Regions from separate parts of the Triticum aestivum genome. Here region 1 is linked to region 2. Evidence: chromatin contacts called from public Hi-C data. All regions are on one chromosome and are shown on one strand. The core of a region is the stretch at or near the end of the contact, and the rest is flanking DNA. Distances in the headings are between cores, read along the strand shown.

Region 1 (2,700 bases), core at 94-2,593, 520 kb before region 2:
TCCGCAAGTCGTGCCCGCAGAATTCAGCCTACGGGTTATAACAATTCAGAAACATTCTGAAACGTCGTTTAAAACCCTGGAGCAAGCCGAGCTAATCCAAGTCAGGTGAAGTAACTGGCTAGGGCTGTTGCAGCTAAAACTATTCTACATTATGCCAGAAGCCCCACTTGAGGGGGCTCCCAGTCTGAAGTTCTGAACTCGTTTGCTGTTCAAGGTTCAGGCCGATCAAACCTTGCAGCGAATGCAGTGTTGGAAAACTGAGAATTGCAGCCGTGCACGCAATGCAGCGTCGATCGATCACGAGTAAGTAAGTAAGAGTGGTGGAGATGAGAGCGGGAGCAGGGGCTTACACGATGGTGCGATTGGTCCAGAGGATGGCGTAGCGGTGGAAGTCTTGCGTGGGGTCGAACCAGAGGCCGTACCGCTCCTCCCGGCCGACCGCCGTGCTGCCGTCGCCGTACACGTTGGTCTGCACCCTCCACTCCTTCCCCTTGACGTTCCCCAGGAACTCGAAGTCCAGCTCGTCGTGCGTCTTCTCGTACACGTCGCCGTTGGACATCTGCCGGAATCCAACGATCGCAATGCCAAAGTCTGTTAGTAATTCTCTCGCCGGTCTCTCTCTGCATTATATCGGTTCGTTTGCAAGAAGCGTGAACTCACGTAGAAGGCGACGACGACGCCGGCGGCGTAGTCGGACGGCAGTTTGATGCTGGCGCTGAAGAAGCCGTGGAGGTACGCGCCCTGCGACGCGAACCCGGAACCTGGAACCAACCAAACAAACAGAGGCAGGCGCGATGAGGAACGGAAGGCGGCGGCTTGGTGCACCGGACAAGAACGGGAGGATCGATCGACCGATCGATGATGCACAGCAGCCAGCAGGGTGCGTACCTGTCCTCTCGTCGAGGGAGATGTGGACTCGCTTGCCGTCGCCGTGGAGCCTGAGGTTGGAGTCCCCGAACAGCTGGGTGTAGCCCTCCCCGAAGGTGAGCGCCGCCGCCGGGCGGGGGACCATGACCTCGTCCGCGGCGCCGGCGGACGCAGCGACCCAAGAGGACGACGCCAGGAGGACGGCCAAGAGGAAGCGACCCGCCATTGGTGCCCTCCCCTGCTTCTCCTCTCCGTTCCTTCCTTGACCCCCCTCCGCTCTCCTCTATATCGTGCTGGCTGGCCGCAGCTCACTGCTGCTTCTCTCGCCTCGTCTCTAGCGCTACTAGGCCGATGGATTGCAAAGGAAGCTAGCTTTCCATACGGCGTTTTATCGGGAGTTGCACCTCACAGTTTTGAGCGAGTAGCCTGCGCCGCGCCGTGGTGGCGGATCATAATTAATTATCACGCCCACCCCAATTACTTAGACAGGATCCGTATTGTGATTGAGGCCTTGATTGCCGTAGATAACCAAATATATCCCACCCAACCATTCTATCGCCCCGTCATTAATTCGCAAATCAAAACCCTAGAGCACTAGTACCCACAACCTTTCCGGTGATTCGATTATTATTGTGTACCGTTGAATGCCCGCACGAGCTTCCCGTTCCCTCGCTCGCGGCTCGAACGGTCCATACTGATACTGCTGTCAGCACTCCACATACTACATACTACCAAGGGCCTGGGCCTGCAGGCTGCAGCATGAGGAGGAAGCGTACAAACGGCACGTCCAGGGACAGGCTGGTCGACAGACATTCGACGTATTGTAGCATTGGAGTGGCGAAGCCATCGTATTCGTCGGTGAGGGAAACTGGTCCATGATCGTGTGCCGGAGCCAGATGATCGGACGCATTCGGGGTCCAAACGAGGCGACGACCGGCAAGGTATCCTAGGAATGTCCGGCGGGAGGAGCAGGTGGCTGCGGCGCCGGTATCCTAGAAATGTATCGGCGGGGTTTACTCCTAGGAGCGCTGCCATCAATTGCGCGACGCAGTGTCGACCGCAGGCGCCGGAAATTTAGGGGGCGGACCGGATCCGACGGCCGACACAGGGGCCCCGGCGTACTCTACGCGCGGTAGGTTTTGTAGCTTTCCCGCTCTGACGCCGTCGTGTGGGAGTGAGTATGCAGCGGCCTGAAATGGAAGCGAGACAGACAGACAGGCAACCACCTTTGCTCCTGTGTGCTCGCGTTGCCTGTGTCTCTTTCTGACCCCTTTCACCGTGTAAGCACGCACATTACAGTACAGTAGTACTCCTACTCTAACTCTACTCACGTTGTGTGAGTGAGAGGCTGAGAGCTACCCTTGCACGGTGAACCACGGAGGCGGTACTGGTACTAGCAGTACGACACTCAACAGTGCAAAGGTTAATCACGATTGAATGTGAGCCTGTCAGTGGTAGATCGAGTGAATGCAGCGGCTACAAACAGCTGCGGGGGGAAAAGAGGGATACAGCGGGAGAGCAGCGAAAAGGAGGACGAGCTCGCGTGCTCCTGTTATTGTGGCCAATGGTACAAAGTCACGTGGGGGCGCCAGTTATGGCTGCATGAAAATACTGGTTGTATACGAGTGTGGGCCCTTTCTAGTCCTCGAGACGGAGTTAGGCATCGCCGTGACGTACCTGGGCCTCCGATGGTGTGCCATTGGTACATGATCGAATCGCTTACCTGTGCCGGTATGCGCTACAATACACGAAGGAGAGTTTGTTGACCCAAAATGACCTCGGATGCTAGACGCGGCTCAGTGAAAAGGAGGTACCCATGGCGGCCTTGGCCAA
Region 2 (2,700 bases), core at 3-2,502:
AGATTAATATTACATAACATGTATAATGTGAAAATTATATCATTGGAAGCTCCTTTCACATATGAATTTGATGATATGCTTTGTTTAAGTTGCATGTCATATATTATTGCTCTAACATTTGGTCAAAGTTAGCCTCGAAAAACGCATTAGGCCCTATATAGATGGAAGGAGGGAGTACACCAAAAGAGAAAAAAGAAAAACAGATGTCCGGCCGGTCAACGGGTGGAAACCGGCGAGGACTCATAAACAGCCAGTTTTTATTATTATTTTGACGTAATTTATCACAGGAGTTAGCTGGGCGGCTGGCGCCGTGGGGTTGACATTGAAACCAAGCACACCCTGTTGCTCAATTGAGAATTGAATGCCGTTTGGAATTCGTCTGACCAAGCATTTCTCGTCGTGCAGGTTTTTAAGATCATTTTTTCAGATCAAATGCAGACTAGTTCAGGCTGGCTGGCATTATATATGAGGGACCATATCGACATGGAAGCAATAGCGCATTATGTTATCAAGTTATTGGCATTGCGTCGTTGCCGCACTTAACAAATGGATGGATGGATAGACAGACAGCTAGGCCGTCACACTGGCGTGAGATAAGCTAAGAAATTCTCCCACCGAGGGTGCTCCACTACTGATTGCTGCCCCGTCGGCAGTCCACCCAGACCAAACGGCCCACTCTTTCTTTCTACCCGCTCGCACCGAGCCTTTTTTTTTTCTTTGTTGCTGTTGTGAATGGAAATGAGCCGGGGTTGCTTTACCCTGCACGAGAGTGGAGATGGTTCGATCGTCTTTCCGAGAGAAACACGGGATGGATCGTCCATCGTCGCTGTCTGGAGATCACATGATGTAGTTTGACCCCCTCCTGTCGCCTGCCTGCCAAACGGGTTGGCACTTCTCACTTTCACGCACGAGCAATGACGGCGGCAGTGAAAACAGTTCGTAAATATCTCTACGTTTCCCCGTCAAAAATATCTCTACGTTTCAAATAGTCAGAGAGAGACAGTGCGACTTGTGCTGGCGCTACCGTCCGTTTTTCTCACATGGGAAGACGGGCAAACGGCCAAAAGCCTGACGCGTCCGTAGCTTCGGCAAGGCGACGCCGCTGCTGCTTTGAACGTCACGGGCGCCAGCCAGCCACCGGGAGCGGAAGGGAGCTCCTCTGCCGCGACGAGACATTCATTCCCCCCTTCCACTAGCCCCCAGTCTTCTCATCTCATCATCTCACGGGAGAGAGAGAAAAAAGGAAAAGAAAACGAGGCCTCGGGACAGACCAAAAGCAACAGGTTAAAAAATAGTTGCGCTCACAGTTTCCTCCCACCCCCCGCCGTCCCGTCCGCCCCATTTCCGCGTCTCGGCGTGCGGAAGTCAACCCCAACCCACCCCCGCGCGCCCCGCAGCAGCCCGCAGGAAATCGCCGCGAATCCGGCGGCCATGTTCGGCGACTCCGACGGATCCAAGGACCCCGGCGCCGCGCCGCCGCCCGCCGACCAGCCCTTCCCCAACCGCGAGCTCACCCTCAGCAGCTACCTCTGCGACAAGCCCACCCTCGCATCCGCCGCCGCCGCCGAGGCCGCTGCTTCCGCGGCGGCCGCAGCGGCAGCGGCGCCGGGCTCCTCCTCCCCTCCCAACCCCAACCCCGCCGCCGACGCCGCCGCGGCCGATGCCGCCAACGCCAAGCTCTGCGTCGAGCGCGACTTCCTCCACCTCTCCGCGCCCAAGCGCGGCGATCCCCCTGGGGACGACTCCTCCGTGGTCGGCGGGAAGAAGCCCCGCCTCGACTCCCTGCAGCTCTCGCTCTCCCTCCCGTCCGACGGGCCCGGGCAGGGGCAGGCGCAGCAGCAGCAGCAGCTCCCGCCGGCCCCCGCCGCCGATGGAGATCTCCGGGCCGCGTCGGCCGGCGCCGCCGCCGCGCCACCCCCCAGGCGGACCTACAGCGCCACCACGGGCCGCACACGGAGCATCAACTCCGACGACATGTCCTACTCCTACTCCATGTTCTCGCACAACCCCAGCTGCTCCCTCACGCACAACTCCACCGACATCTACGCCGCCGGGGAGGGAACAAACGGCTCCGTGCACAGCAGATTCAATTTCCGCCCCATGGGGGACGGCAGCGTCGCCTTCGCCACGCCGCCGATGAAGGAGGGCACCTCCGCCTTCTTCCCCACTGAGCTCCCCGCCAAGATGGCGGCGGCCAGCGCGGGGGGCAGCTTTGACGGCGGCCGCGGCGGGCATACGTCGCGGCCTGATAGGATCCTGCGGGACATCGTGTCGGACTCTGTGTCGGCCATGGCGCATGTGCTGCAGGAGTTCCCCAGCGAGTCTCTGGAGGTGCTGCGGGCGGCGGTGCGGAGCATGGTCGATGCTCCGGAGAAGACGGACGAGCTGGCCAGCCTGCAGCGGAGGCTGGAGCGCCGGTCGGACCTGACGGCCGAGGCACTGGCGCGGGCCAACAGGACGCAGTTGGAGATCCTGGTGGCCATCAAGACTGGTTCGGCCGCGTTTGTCACCGGCAAGGGCCGCGTACCAAGCAGCGAGCTCGTGGAGATGTTCCTCATGACACGGTGCCGCAACCTCAACTGCAAGAGCATGCTGCCTGTGGACGATTGCGAGTGTAAGATTTGCTCCAGCAACAAAGGGTTCTGTGGCGCATGTATGTGCCCGGTGTGCCACAAGTTTGACTGTGCTGCGAATACCTGC

The links. Hi-C and Micro-C count contacts between places; a contact is called where the count stands out from the background.
Region 1: a Hi-C map of leaf shows a contact between it and region 2, with 3 times the contacts expected there. The contact joins the promoter of LOC123092826 here to the promoter of LOC123092824 in region 2. A contact is called at or near these places in 2 of 5 Hi-C or Micro-C datasets (both in leaf) and 1 of 1 datasets of contacts at active chromatin or transcription factors (leaf).

Annotation. Positions count from the first base shown.
Region 1 is chr4B:479,800,815-479,803,514 of IWGSC CS RefSeq v2.1, reverse strand. LOC123092826 (probable xyloglucan endotransglucosylase/hydrolase protein 27) reads right to left here and starts at 1,343. Exons shown (of 4, transcript XM_044514673.1): 1 at 889-1,343; 2 at 661-761; 3 at 351-559. The coding sequence starts at 1,093.
Region 2 is chr4B:479,277,015-479,279,714 of IWGSC CS RefSeq v2.1, reverse strand. It overlaps LOC123092824 (protein TITANIA), which reads left to right and starts at 1,252. Exons shown (of 2, transcript XM_044514670.1): 1 at 1,252-2,700. The coding sequence starts at 1,432.